Linked DNA regions of Ovis aries: region 2 is linked to region 1. The links are chromatin contacts, called in public Hi-C maps. All regions are on one chromosome and are shown on one strand. Each heading gives the region's core, a stretch centred on a gene start, on an enhancer-like site or on the middle of the called end of the contact. The rest is flanking DNA. Distances are from core to core; before and after follow the strand shown. Region 1 holds the start of GARIN4 (golgi associated RAB2 interactor family member 4). Region 2 overlaps LOC132657478 (a long non-coding RNA gene).

Region 1 (7,604 bases), core at 4,781-7,280:
TTAATTAGCAGCTCAGAAGGACTGGATTGCAGAAACAGGCAGCTCCATTCAGGAGTGGACCCTGGAATTCCAGGCAGGAGCCTGTTTATGGCTGCAACGCAGGTCATGCCAGGGGCTAGAAGCTTGGGAGCCAGACACAGCCGTGGAGTTAAGGTCAGCTGTGGGTTTACTGAAGTTCAAAAATGGATTCACAGAGTGTCCCCAGCCCCCACTTCTCAATCCGGTAAAACTGATGCTCCTCTCTGTGGTTCTGGAACATGGTGGTAAGAATGCTGGTGCCTCAGGTTCCTGTGCTGCTTCTGTCTAAAGCTTGTTTACTTGCCTCCTTGCCATACTTCAGACAGGACTTTGCATAAAAAAGTGGGCTGGTAGATCACTATTCTGCAAAGATCCTGTTGTGCGACTGGAGCAGGTTATCTTCTCCGAGCCTCAGTGTTCTCATCTGTAAAATAGGCATATCGTTCCTTCTTTTTCTAATAACCAGAGTTCTTGTAATTTACCTTAAATAAATGCAAGGTGGAGAGACCAGGCATTTCAGACAGATCACTTTTGTGCATATATAAAAGTGAAAACACGGGGGAAAGGCATTGGCAATAATTTCACAACTGCCACAGTGATTGTAGTGATCCAACTTCAGAGATAGTACAATGTGAAAAACACACCTATGTACCCACTCCCTTGCTTAAGACAGAACAGTTCCCAGCAACACTGACAGACTTGGACCCACCTCCTTGATCTAGCCTATCCATCCTAGAGAAAACTGTCCTGAATTTTGTGTTTATAATTCCCTCACTTTTGGTACAGTTTTATGAAACCTACCCCTTATGCAATACATTGATCTTATTTCTGAATGGTTCTGTAAGTAGATTACATCCCATTCTTTGATGTCTTTAAAAATCATGAGAGGTTATCTGTGATAATGTGTATAGCTCCATTTCTCACTATTGAATATCCCACTCTCTTCCTATCCTACTGTATTAATCCTGTTGATGGAAATTTGGGCTGTTTCCAGTGTTTTGCTAAATTATTTTGCTATAAACATGCTCATAGTTGTTTCTTAGAACACGTGTGTTCCTCCTGGGTGTATACCTGGGAGGGGAATGGCTAAGCCTAGATGAGTGTCCTCGCTGTTCTGACTGCCAGCAAACACTGCTGCACCTTATTTCTGTGCACTGAACAGCCAGGGGGCATGGGAGTTCTGTTCTCAATTTGTTTACAGACCTGCAGGGGTAATAAACATTTATAGAAAGGATAGGGAGACAGTGAAGAAGAGTTTCCCAGGCCACAGTCTGACTTCCAGCCACGGCCCTGAGCAGCAAAGCCAGAAAGAAATGGAGGCTGGACGGGGCACCGCTGTTGGCACTGGGCATGTGTGTGAGGTGGGGCTGTCCTCGAGTGGACCAGTCTCAGGCTCCGGCTCAGCTGACATCACAGAATCCACTGTGACGTCATAGTTGGGCTTCGGGACCTGGAAATGCAGAGAGAACGCTGCAGGCCACTTTCAGGTTGTATGGTTCTTTTATTTAACCTGCAGTAAGGAAGCTGGCATACACTCGCCAGGGATATTTCCCTGAGCTCTGGTCCCCTTTGCAGCTTCCAGCTCTGGGTCCTATTGATGAGCTGCAACGGTCACTGTCTCCGTGGCCTCAGATGTCACACTCCCAACGATTTCCAGCCCCTGGCCACTCTCTGCCGTCTCCATGATGGCCTCCATTCTTTTCCTTTCCACCGCCTTCGCCAAGATGTCCACGTCTTTATTGTGTGACAAGGCCACTGTCTTCGTAGTGAGATTGGCTCGGACATTCCTCAAGAAAGAGCTGATCCTGCTGAGTCTCTTGTTGGTGGAAAGTGAACTCCCGGTAGACAAGCTCCTGGCTGATTTGTGCGAGGTCCTGGACTCCTTGGTGATGGGAGCGTGGCTGACGCCTTTGTGCACAGTGCCCCGCTTGCTGTCCCCCGGGCTGCCGTGGCCTTTCTCCTTTTTGTCATCCCTCGTGGCTCTCCGGCCACCTGAGGACCGGCCGGCTGTCTTCCGGATTGCCTTGTCCCCCACGGTCTTGTGGCGGCCTTCGGCTGACCCGCGGGGACGCGAGCCCCTGAGAGCGCGCTCCTTCTCCCGGCGTTCCCTCCTCTCCCTTCTTCCCCTGCGGGCCTGGGACACTCTCCGGGGCCTCTCTTCCTGTTCACTCTCTTGGTCTTCCTGCGGCAAGGCTGAGATGAGGGTCCCCTCATCCTCCTGATTGGCTTTTCCTTTGGCGGTCTTCCTGGTGGCCTCCGCTCCAAACACAGTCATGCTGGCTTCTGGGGAGAGGCTGGTGGATGTGCTGGAAGGGTACTTCAAGTTTTTGGCGCCATGAGCCAAGGCCGTTTTCCTGGTCCTCAGGGAGGTTTTGGCAGCACCTGCCATGGCTATATTGCTTTTGCTTCCTTCTGGGCCCTTGGTGACGGTGACTTCAATGGCCGTGCTCTGCTCTTCAGAGGCATGGGACTTGGTCACGTTCAGATCGCCCTCTGTGGCGTCTGCTGCGGCCACCTGCATCATCGCCCCCGCTGCTGACTCTTCATCAAGCTCCCTGGGTTTGGTGTTTGCCATGGTCCCGTCGGGCATAGGATCGGGACTGTAGAAGTCCAGTGGGAGGCCCTCCCCGCCGGCAAAAGCTGCAGAGGTGGCCCCGGACACCTCGGAGCCCACATGGAGGCTCCTGACGCTTACCTGGTCCTGATCGCCCCGGCCTTGGAAATCCATGGCCGCTGGGCTCCTCCTGTCCTCCTCGAACATGGGCATGCAGATCATGTCCCCGGCTGGAATGGCATAGGTGCTGCTCTGACTGTCCACTGGCGGCCGCAGGAGGTAGATGAGCTTCTCCCAGTAAGCGAAGAGGTCTTCCCGCGAGTCCAGCGGGGGGCACAGATGCAGGTAGCAGGAGCGGCCGGTGGCGAACTTCAGGCGCAGCTGTTGTTTCTCGCGGTCGTGAATGGAGATCCTCACAAACTTCAAGGGAAGGAGCCTGGTGAGCTCTAAGGTCTTTGCAGCCTTGCGGCTCTTGGCCTTGGTGGTCTGCCCACGGCCTGCGTGGTCGTCGCAGCCGGTGGCCGGCCGGGCCAGTAGCATGACGTCTGGGAGGGGGAGGAGGGGGCTGGTGGATGCAATGCCCACGGTCACCATGCGGACGCGGTTGTGCACGTCGATCACTTCTCCCCTCTTGGTGATTTGGATAAAGTCGCTCTCGAAGATTGGGGCATACTTGAATATGTCGTACTCACCCTTGTGCAGTTGCCGCTGCAGTTTGCCCATGGTGGTGTTGAACAGGCCTGCTCCGGCGCCGCTCTGGGCCGTGTGATACGGTAGCAGAGACTCCCGGCTCATGGCTGGCTGTGATCACGACAAGCTGCTCTGGCGAGACGGGCCCCTGGGTCTTCCTTTCCTTGGCCTCCTTGGCAGAAGAGGGAGCCGCGGTCTCCTGTGTCACGCAGGCGGCTCCACGGCAGGTCCCCCAACCCCACCACACCCCACAGAGCCTCCCAGAGGCAGGAGTGGGGGTAAGGGTGTGGGTAATCGCCGTGAGGATGCTGCAGGGCGCCTGGACCCCAGGCTGAGTCTCTTCAAGTGTGTTGCAGAGGTATGGTAGGCCCCACTCAGCCTCACCTCGCTTCTGCTTCTGGCTTTCTGTCTCTGCGAGAGGCTGTGAAACTGCAGTCCTAGTGAAAGAAGTGACCGCTTTCTCAGCCTAAACCCCCTGTGCAGCCATATTTATCCAGGCTGTCCTTTGTGACCTGTCACTGTCTCATATGCCTTTGTCCCATCCCTCAGCCACCCCCTCCAGGCAGGGCCACCCCATTGCCCTGCATAGAGGACAGGTCCACCCTGCCAGGGACTCAGGCATGTACCAAAATAAAAATGTCTACAAATGGGAAAGTTTTGTCTGGTTCTCTTTTACCCTCCCCCAAATTCGGCAACTGGATGAAGCCTATAGGAATGTCAGAGGATGGGATGCACTTGAGGCATTCGAGCTCATGGTTTAATTGTATCGAACAATGTAGAACTGGCAGTCTCAGTCCTTAGTCTGTCCATTTATAAAATCTCAGTAAATGTTGATGGTGATTTTAATAATAACGTTAAAAATTGCTTCTCCAAGCCCATGCAGCATTCTTCACGTATGCTCGTGAGAGTCCATTGAGTTTGGTACTGTTGCTACTGTTCCCAGCTCACAGGTAAAAAAACTGAGGTGCCATCTCTTAGATCTGCTGGTAGCAGAGGCAGTATTTGAATGCAGGTCTACCTGATTCTAAATGTTGCTTAGAATCTTTGTTCTGAATGCTATAGTACTTAGCCTCACAAACAATGCTTGGGCCCACCAAAAGTATTCACACTGGACTGATTTAACTACCTTTACGAGAAGACCTGTTTTTAGAATTTGCATAATTCTATGTGTGTATATATATTATGGAGAGAACCCAAGGCATCACATGGGCTGGTTTGGGGATTGAATTACCTGAGAGATCGCCTCAGATCCTCCCCACTTTCAGTTCAGTCACTTAGTCGTTTCTGACTCTTTGCGACCCCATGGACTGCAGCACGCCAGGCTTCCCTATCCATCACCAACTCCCAGAGCTTACTCAAACTCATGCCCATAGAGTCAATGATGCCATCCAACCATCTCATCCTCTGTCATCCCCTTATCCTCCTGCCTTCAATCTTTCCCAGCATCAGGGTCTTTTCCAGTGAGTCAGTTCTTCACATCAAGTGGCCAAAGTATTGAGTTTTCAGCTTCAACATCAGACCTTCCAATGAATATTCAGGACTGATTTCCTTGAGAATTGACCGGTTTGATCTCCTTGAAGGCTAAGGGACTCTCAAGAGTCTTTTCCACACCACAGGTCAAAAGCATCAATTCTTCAGCACTCAGCTTTCTTTATAGTCCAACTCTCATACCCATACATGACTACTGGAAAAACCATAGCTTTGACTAGACGGACCTTTTTAGGCAATGTCCCTGCTTTTTAACATACTGTCTAGCTTGGTCATAGCTTTTCTTCCAAGGAGCAAGTGTCTTTTAATTTCATGGCTGCAGTCCCCCTCTGCAGTGATATTGGAGCCCAAGAATATAAAGCCTGTCACTGTTTCCATGGTTTCCCCATTTACTTGCCATGAACTGATGGGACCAGATGCCGTGACCTTAGTTATTTGAATGTTGAGTTTTAAGCCAGATTTTTCACCCTCCTCTTTCACTTTTATCAAGAGGCTCTTTAGTTCCTCTTCACTTTCTGCCATAAGAGTGGTGTTATCTGCATATCTGAGGTTATTGATATTTCTCCCAGCAATCTTGATTCCAGTCTGTGCTCCATCCAGCCCAGAATTTCACATGATGTACTCTGCATATAAGTCAATAAGCAGGGTGACAATATACAGCATAATGTACTTCTTTCCCGATTTGGAACCAGTCTGTTGTTCCATGTCCAATTCTAACTGTTGCTTCTTGACCTGCATACAGATTTCTCAGGAGGCAGGTACGGTGGTCTGGAATTCCCATCTCTTGAAAAATTTTCCACAGTTTGTTGTGATCTACACAGTTACGGGTTTTGGCGTAATCAATAAAGCAGAAGTAGGTGTTTTTCTGGAACTCTCTTGCTTTTTTGATGATCCAAAGGATGTTGGCAATTTGATCTCTGGTTCCTCTGCCTTTTCTAAATCCAGCTTGAACATCAGGAAGTTCACGGTTCAAGTACTGTTGAAGCCTGGCTTGGAGAATTTTGAGCATTACTTTGCTAGCCTGTGAGATGAGTGCAATTGTGCAGGAATCTGAACATTCTTTGGCATTGCCCTTCTTCTTTATGCTTGTGCAAAGAGCTCCTGCATGGAAACCTACCTCTTCGCTCTCAGCACATGTCCTCCCATGGTGAATTGGGGGATGGGTAGACTGAAATGTAAGCTCCAGTTTCAAGAGTCTGCTAGGTGCCCTCCTGGAGGGTAATATCTCTCTACTGGGCAGAAATGGTTTGGAAGCCTTGACACCTACAGGGAACATGTACTATTAGACACTCTGTCTCACTGCCATTCTCACAGAGCTAATCACAGAATAAGTGATTTCTAAACTGTGACTTGAAAGTTCTGAGAAAGGACCCTGCTCCCATCTCTCTTATCCGAAGTTTGATACAATGCCTGAACTCCCACCTTAGGGAGTCATACCTTGAGGATAAGGGCTATCTTTCCATTAAAATACACACAGATGCCCATCAACAGATGATTGGATAAACAAAATGTAGTCTATCTATGCTGTGGAATACTATTCAGCCAAAGAAAGGAATGAAGTACTGATACATTTTATGACATGGATGAACATTGAAAGAGACATGGATCTCTCAGTGAAAGAGATCACGTATTATAATGATTCTATTTCTACGAGATATCCAGGAAAGAGAAATCCATAGAGACAGATACTAGGTCAGCGGTTCCCTAGGGCTGGAAAGAGGGGAGAATGAGAAGTATTGGATATTTTTTGGGGGGTGATGAAAAGTTCTGGAGCTTGATAGTGGTGATGGTTACATGGTATTGTGAATGCCACTGAACTGTACACTTTAAAATTGCAGTTGTGAATTTCATGTGTATTTTACCACATACACACACACACTTCCGATCAGAAGCTTTATAGTTAAAAAACATAGCTTTCAGCTTTAGAAAGGTCACCTGTGTGATCTTGGGCACACTACTTAACTCTCCACTTCCTCATCTGTAAAATGGGGATAATAGTTGCTGTGAGGATTAAATGAGATAATGTAAAGTATTGAGTAGCATTTCTCAGTAAATGTCAGCTATTATTAACATCAGTCTCAGCTGGCCCTTTAAGCCTCAGTGTGAATTCCTTCCTGACAGCAGGTTTCGGTAAGACAGACAAGATTCTGTGTTTAGAGCCATGGTGAGAACTGAGAAGGATCCTCACTGGGCAAAGCTGGCCTCCTCGGAGGTTTTTCCTCTGGCAAATCCATGAAAACACTACTCCACTGAGAAACTGCTTAAACCCCACCAAAGAGCATGGGATGCAGAAGACAGGAAAAGCTTACTGTGAGTTTGGATTTCAGGTTTATTCAAAGCCTGTGGGAGAAATTAGGATAAAGATGGAAAACAGTTGGCATTTTAGCTTCTGGCAGAAAGTGGAAACTTTGATCCCAGAAACCCTGTCCTGGGCCAGACCCCTTATGGCTCTTATACTCGGAAGCAAGTGTCAGGCCAGATCTCAGGGAAAGACATGGGGACAGGATGAGGGCAAGAGACGGGGCAGGGTGGGCTCTCCATGCCTGGCCAGTGTGACATTACCACCCCTGCAGGTGACGGCCCAAGGAAACGGCCTTGTTAACCAGGCGTCTGACTCCAGCAGAGGTCCCATCCCAATTTATCCTCTCAGAACCCTCACCTCCCCTAGCTGCTGAGTGTGAAACAAGATGAACTAAGCAACTTGATGGTAAATACATATTAACCCTTTTTTTTTAAGTGGAAACATAAACTTGGTGACAGACAACAAAACTATTTTTAATGCATTTGTTCAAAGAACTTACAGTTCCACTGATGATTTACAGTGCGCTTCTCAGATCACTTTTTCTTGCAACAG
Region 2 (6,972 bases), core at 1,665-4,164, 180 kb after region 1:
TGAGCAGAGGGGACCTATGTCTCCCCTTTCCTATTCCCTGTCTGGGACAGGCCCATGTATGCCAGGGTGGCAGGCGGGCAGGCCACGTGGCACTCCGTCTCTCCGGCAGGCAGGGGGTGTCCCAGATCCCATTTCTTCCCGGCAGGAACTGAGGCTCGACCTCACGGTCAGGCAGACCTGTGACTGCCGCAGACTTCCTGGTTGGACGCTTTCCTGGTTGGTCCAGGCGGCCCTGCAGCTCCCTGCTGCCTGTTTACCTAATCTGCTCCAAACAGATGAGATTCCCCAGGGGTGGGTTCGAGGTGAAGGGACAGGAAAGGGTTGTTTTCATCCAGACCCGCTCAGCCCACCTGTCCCAGAGTCTCTTGCATTAGCAAATGTTTTCTGGTTCCTATGGCAACCGAATCCACACAACCCGGATTTGTTATTGTTCCAGGGGAAAAAAAGGGAAGGGCCACAGCGAGGTCTGACGTTGGTGTGCCGTCCATCAGCCAGGCAGCTGAGTCACTACCATGGTCTGGTGAGTCCACGGAGTCACCTCCCTGTGGTCTGAGGCACCCTCTGGCCTTCTGGCTTTGGCAAGAGGCTGGTCTCTCATCTGCATGTGTCAGCAAGCGTGGGTAACTGGGCACCCTGGCGTGCTGAGTCCTGCCTTGGGCACCGCGATGACTAGCAGGGGTAGAGAGAGGGAATTTACCGAATGAGGAAGAGTCCTGCCCTCCGAGGTGAGAGCTCGTGGGGCTGGGGACACATTCCCTGTTCTTACAGAGCACACATGTATTTACAGCTTCGAGGGCCACCTAGGAGTTGATGTGCATCACAGCCTTAGCCAAGTTGCCTGGTTGCTCCATGCGTCAGTCTCCTTATGTACCAGGTGGGGAAGCAGGTTCTTGCTCATGGGTTGATAGGGGAGAGAAATGAGACACCTTCAAGTCCTCCAGGACTTTGAAGTCCTCTAGGAAGGAGCCCCTGGTGGCTCAGGTGGTAAGGAGTCTGCCTGCAGTGCGGGAGACCCAGGTTCGATCCGTGTCGAGAAGATGCCCTGGAGAAGGCAATGGCAACCCACTGCAGTATTCTTGCCTGGAGAATCCCATGGACGAAGGAGCCTGGTGGGCTGCAGTCCATGGGGTCGCAAAGAGTCAGTCACGACCGAGTGACTTCACTTTCACTTTCAAAGTCCTCCAGACCCTCCTAGTTTCCACAAAGGAATCAAGAAACATGCATTTTTCCTACTGCTGATCGGCCAGATGCTGGCCGCACGTCTCGGGACCACCTGGAGGGCGAGGCAGAGGAAGCACCCCGACTCCCTGAAAACAGGTACCAGCCCCCCTCGTCATGCAGCCGTGGGTGCAGCCACCTCCATTCACCCCCACCAAGGACTGGAATGAGCGGCTTCACCAGCTTAGACCTAGAAGGAAACAGCAAGAAAGTGAGCAGGTGAGCCAGAGGGGATGGGTCAGCAAGCATGTGGGGACAAAGGAGGAGCCAGGAGGCAGGCACCCCAGAGAGACGGTGCTCTGGCCACCCAGACCCGCTCCGGTCTTCGAAGAATGCCCTCTCTCTGAGGCCGTGCTGGCCAGGAGCCTTCTGATGACAGCCTGGCCTTCTGGATAGAATTTCCCTCCAGAGAAAAGGTGTCGATGGGTGAACATGGCTCTCGGGCCCCCCTGGATGGTTGTGTCCTCACTGGGAGTGGCTGAATCATTCGGTTGTATTTATTTATGCTCGCCATGGCACGCAGGTCAGCCCTGAGCCCCGTCACCTCACAATGTCTCACCAGCACAGATTTCTAGCTTACAAAGTGGAAATTCAGCCCTTGGAATGGGATGACCACAGAAAGGAACTACTACCCAAGAGGCATGCAGCCTTCCCCCCGGGGAGTCCCATAAGACACCCACTCTGCAGAGTCATCTGACGGCCCCCCTCTTCCTTGGCATATTCCACGCTGACCTCTGCCAGGTGCCACAGCCAGGCCAGCTGACAGCTGCCTCCCCCAGGCTGGCCCTACGCAAGGCTTTCCAAACTGGGGAGCAAGACCATAAATGAGTCATGGAATGAATTGAGTGGGTGAGGTGAGCATCCTTAATAATTAGCCAGAATCGGGTCACATGTATCAGGATGCCCCACGGGGAGTCAGGGTGAGTGTTACTAAATGCATATTATGTGTTTGTGTGTTGTATGTATGAGCACACATGTGCTGCAGGGATACAGCAGCAGGAAGATGGCACATCTGACTGGGTCACTTGTGGGCATTTAATAAAGGAACAATTTATAAAGACATGGGTAGGATGTAGGGAAGTCACAAAAGCTAATGTAGGGCCAGATCTAAGAGTTGTGGGGCTTGGTTATCACCCTCAGACTTGAAGGCAGAGGTGGTTCCAGGACTTGGAGACAGAGAGAGCGGTGTGGTAAAGGCTCAGACAGGAGCTGCGGTCACTGACCCAGGGAGAAGGCCAGCTGGCCTGCGGCAGTCGATAGGGAATGAATACTTAGCGTCACTGCCCTGCCTCTTCCCCAGCTCCTGCTAGGCAGTCCACCAGCTGGACCCAGCAAAGCCTGAGGGCCAGCAGCCACGGACCCGGCCCACGAGTGGAAGAGACCAGGACACAGGGCGTGCATGGGGTGCAGTGCAAAATGCACGTCTGACTGTGAGTCTCAGGGAATTAAGTCATAAAGACCCTGGAACCATCACTTCCAGGAAGAGGTGAAAGGTTTCTGAATAGCCCCAGGTCCGGGCTCTGGGTGGCAGCTAAGACCCATGAGGAAGGGGTTGCCCTGTTCTTCCCTGCAGCTGGGACCACACCTGCCCTCCACCCCCCAAAGTGCCAGGTTGGAGATGCCCAGCAGTGGGGCTGAGCACAGCGTCCGCAGTCTGGGGCAAAGGTCACGGGCGAGGAAGGGCAGGCTAGAGGAATGGTGGGGAGAGAGGAACAGAGGGCCCTGTGGTTGGGACACCCACGCCCGGCAGTGGCCTCAGCCCCTAAGGCCAAAGGGCAGAGTTCTATTTCTGGCTCCCGTGGGAACAGGAGACAATGGTCGTCTTGCTTTCCACAGGCCTGCGGGCGGCTCGCTGCTCCTCAGCTCTGTGTGGTTGTTCTAGACTCACACAAAACCGCCTCTGAGCCTCGTTTCCACGGGCCACACTGCTGGGGGTGTCACATGCCAGCCCACATGTGGGGTCACATGCTGGGGACTTCACGCCGTCATCGCCAAGTGTGACCAGACTCCAAGGCTGAGTCTCCTGACCCCTGGCCCATCCTCCAGGAGCCCGCCTGACACCTACCTTTGGGTACCCGGTTCCCAGAAGACAGACTCTTCTGGAAAGAAAACAGTTTCCTCTAATGATTTTTTTTTTAATGACAACACTGTCTATAATAACAGAGAACTCTCACCTCGGCCTTGCTGTCTCCTTAGGCAATAGAAAGCCACTCTGCCTTCCCAGACCTGGGTCCCTCCCGGCTTACTCATCAACACGTGGAGCTAAGGTGTTTACTTGAGAGTTAATAAGGTAGAGAGCATTTTGCCCTTTGAACAGTCCTCCTCCTTCAGAATTTCATTTCCCTCAGCCGCATTCCTGGTACCGGTCAAGGTTGGACGGGAGTCTCAAGAACACAGTGAAGGTGGTGCCTGCCCAAACTAGCAGGATCCTGGGTCAGACCCTGGTGTGAGATCCTGAAAGCACCTCCCCAAGGAAATGGCTTGCCAATGTCATCCTTTTAAGTCAACCAAACAGAAAGTGGTTGCTTGAGTATTTCATCAGTCCTAACCGAGTCATTATTAAACCATGCTGCTGAGTCACTGCAGTCGTGTCCGACTCTGTGTGACCCTATAGACGGCAGCCCACCAGGCTCCCCCTTCCCTGGGATTCTCCAGGCAAGAACATTGGAGTGGGTTGCCATTTCCTTCTCCAATGCATGAAAGTGAAAATTTAAAGTGAAGACGCTCAGTCGTGTCCGACTCTTAGCAACCCCATGGACTGCAGCCCACCAGGCTCCTCCACCCATGGGATTTTCCAGGCAAGAGTACTGGAGTGGGGTGCCATTGCCTTCTCCATAAGTTAGAGGAAAAGGAAGGAAAGTCCAAGAGGATCAGGGTTTTCCCAACATGATGCTGGTCAGTTTGGACCATGACCTGTGGCAATGCCTGATTAGCATCCCTTTCAGTTCAGTTCAGTCCCTCAGTCATGTTCGACTCTTTGCAACCCCATGGACTGCGGCCCGCCAGGCTTCCCTGTCCATCACCAACTCCCGGAGCTTGCTCAAACTCATGTCCACTGAGTCGGTGAGGCTATACAACTATCTCATCCTCTGTCGTCCCCTTCTCGTCCCACCTTCAATCCCTCCCAGCATCAGGGTCTTTTCTAATGAGTCAGTTCTTCGCATGAGGTGGCCAAAGTACTGGAGCTTCAGCTTCAGCATCAGTCCTTCCAATGAAGAACCAGGACTGATCTCCTTTAGGATGAACTGGGTGGATCTCCTTGCAGTCCAAGGGACTCTCAAGAGTCTTCTCCAACACCACCATTCAAAAGCATCAGATCTTCAGTGCTCAGCTTTCTTTATGGTCTAACACTCATATCCATACGTGACTACTGGAAAAACCATAGCTTTGACTAGATGGGCCTTTGTTGGCAAAGTACCATTTCTGCTCTTTAATAAGCATCCCTTTACTGTGTCTCATTATTCTTCACTGCTCTGCCATGGTCCCTGTGGTGCTAACTCCCTCTCCATGTCCTGCACTTCCAACCTCAGGTGGTCAGTGGTTGACGCTCTCTCTCAATAACTTGAGAGCACAGCTCTGTCTTATTCACCTCATGTTGTCCCCACTGACTGTACCAGAGTTTGCAAAACTCTCCATGAAATATGTCTGGGGTGAAAGAATGCATTAAACATTCATTACAGCTTAGTTTAATGATGTGGAAAAAAATTTAAAGAGTTAGCTGTGGCTTTCTAAACTTATTTTTTAGCATTGAATACTTTGATTCCAAAAAAATAAAATCTAACACAAGCCCCCCAAAATAAAAGCAAAGCAGGACACCCAAATAACGTTTCCAGGTCTAACAAATAGAAATGACAGGTATACAGTTAAGATTGAATTTCGGAAAAATAAATAACTTCAAAAGGTTAAGTATATCCCAAATATTGCATGGGGCATACTTATACTAAAAAAATTTTTTTTCGTTTGTTTGTCTGATGTTCAGACTTAACAGGGTGCCCTGGTTGTGACTGGTGGTCCTCCACTCAGGCCCATGCACCCAAGGGCGCCCTGGGGCTGTACAGGCAGGTTGAGGACCCCTGTGTTAGGAAACACGGTCTTTCTCCCGCGCTACTGTCCTTCTCCCGCATCCGGAGCTCCTCTCCCCCTGAGCAGGGCAGACGTGTCCTTCCCAGCCCCTCTGCCTGCACTCCAGGAGTCTCCATGGCCCTGGGCTGTGACAAAAGACTGCTCTAAGAATGGGCTCGGTTTCCTGAAGCGTCAGAGTGCTGTCAGAATCATCGGAGAGGCAGACAATGCTGGTGACAAACGGCGAAGCCAGTTCACACGACAGTTCCGAGCCCAACATAGATTTCTGCACACCTGGTTTTCACCCAGATCCTGACTTGCCCTCCTGCCGCCTGTTCTGGGAAGGCACAGGATGGAGCTGGGGTGGTTCCACTTCCCGCTTCTTGCCCCCGGCCAGCTCCTTCCTGGGTGAACAGAGGGGCCACCACGTCCAAACCCGTCGCCCCGGCTCTGCCAGGTGGACACTGGCGGCCTCTGGGAGCCCAGAGCAGAGCTGATCAGGGGAATGGTGCATCTCCCTCTCTTAAGCACTCCCCTTTCCTGAAAAAAAAAAAAAAGAAAATAGAGTGAAGGGGCTCCTGTAGAGTCAGGTGAACTCCTGAATGCCTTCCAGAACTAGCTCGCCCTGGAGAGGGACTAGGAGGACCTCAGTGGATGCCGCCTGCTGAATTTTGCCTGCCCACCTTGAGCCCTCTTCTCGGGTAGCTAGTCCAGCAAGTGGCCTTGGTGCGGGGCAGACAGTCCTCCAGGCCCGGTATGACCCAGACTCGGCCCATGGGACGCTCTGCCTTGGGGCCTTGACCCTCGGGGGAGAGAAGGGCAGTTAGAAGGGATGCTTTAGCACCATTTAGGACATCACCGGATGTCCCCCTGCAGCTCTTTGGCCTCAGGCTTCCCAAACACGCAGTGCTTTCTGAAAATAGAGACACTGGTGAAAATGGGGGCAGAAGTCATGAGCATCACTTCTGGGTGGAAATGGCATTAAAATCCAGTTCCTAATTCACCACGCTTCCCCCTTCTGTCACAGGAGCCAGCAGCTTTCCAGATGGTAGCCACTCCATCAGCCTGGATCTGGCGTGAGGACTACTCAGAGAGGAGGATCACTCAGAGAGGAGGACCACTCAGAGAGGAGGCCCAAATAACTCCAGGTGACCTTTCGGAGTAAACACGAAAGAGACGTTTGTTGCATCAAGCCACTGAGAAGTTGGGGGTGTTTGTTACTGTAGTGTAGCCTCTCCAGTCCTGACTGATGGCCAGGCAATGTCCCAAACCTCCTGAATCTCAATCACCAAGGAAGCCCACACTGAGGCATTTTTCCAAGTCCCACTCACAGGCAGATTTTGGAGATCAGCCAGGTTTGGGGACCCCCACTTCACTCCACACTGAACTGTAGTGACTTGAGTGGCAGCCCCCTAATATATTGCTACACTCTAATCCCTGGAACCTGTGAAGGTTACATTATTTCAAAGAAACATCTTTGTAGATGTAGTTAAGAATCTTCAAAGAGAAGATTAACCAACAAGTAGGACAAATGTCCTTATGAGGGGGAGGCAAGACAAGGAGAGAGAAGGTCCTGTGAGACAGGCAGAGAGTGCCATGTTGCGGCTACAGCCAAGGAATGCCAGCTGCCACCAGAAGCAAGACAAGCGAGGAATGATTCTCCTCTAGAACCTCGGAGGAGGATGTGGCCCC

What was found. Hi-C and Micro-C count contacts between places; a contact is called where the count stands out from the background.
Region 2: a contact with region 1 is called in a Hi-C map of hypothalamus, with 2.9 times the contacts expected there. The contact joins the enhancer-like site here to the promoter of GARIN4 in region 1. A contact is called at or near these places in 8 of 16 Hi-C or Micro-C datasets (blood, hypothalamus, liver and 2 more).

The regions. Positions count from the first base shown.
Region 1 is chr12:70,391,002-70,398,605 of ARS-UI_Ramb_v3.0, forward strand. It overlaps GARIN4 (golgi associated RAB2 interactor family member 4), which reads right to left and starts at 6,031. Exons shown (of 1, transcript XM_027980229.3): 1 at 1,500-6,031. The coding sequence starts at 3,367. The coding sequence ends at 1,610.
Region 2 is chr12:70,570,452-70,577,423 of ARS-UI_Ramb_v3.0, forward strand. It overlaps LOC132657478 (a long non-coding RNA gene), which reads left to right. Exons shown (of 5, transcript XR_009595754.1): 3 at 437-520; 4 at 788-1,437; 5 at 6,308-6,972. Among named protein-coding and RNA genes, the nearest start is that of NENF, 41 kb to the right of the region's middle. Within about 2 kb of position 2,915, at least 8 of the 54 cell types and tissues checked have an H3K27ac peak or open chromatin away from gene starts, as enhancers often do. A contact at or near this core is called in liver, where this site is marked.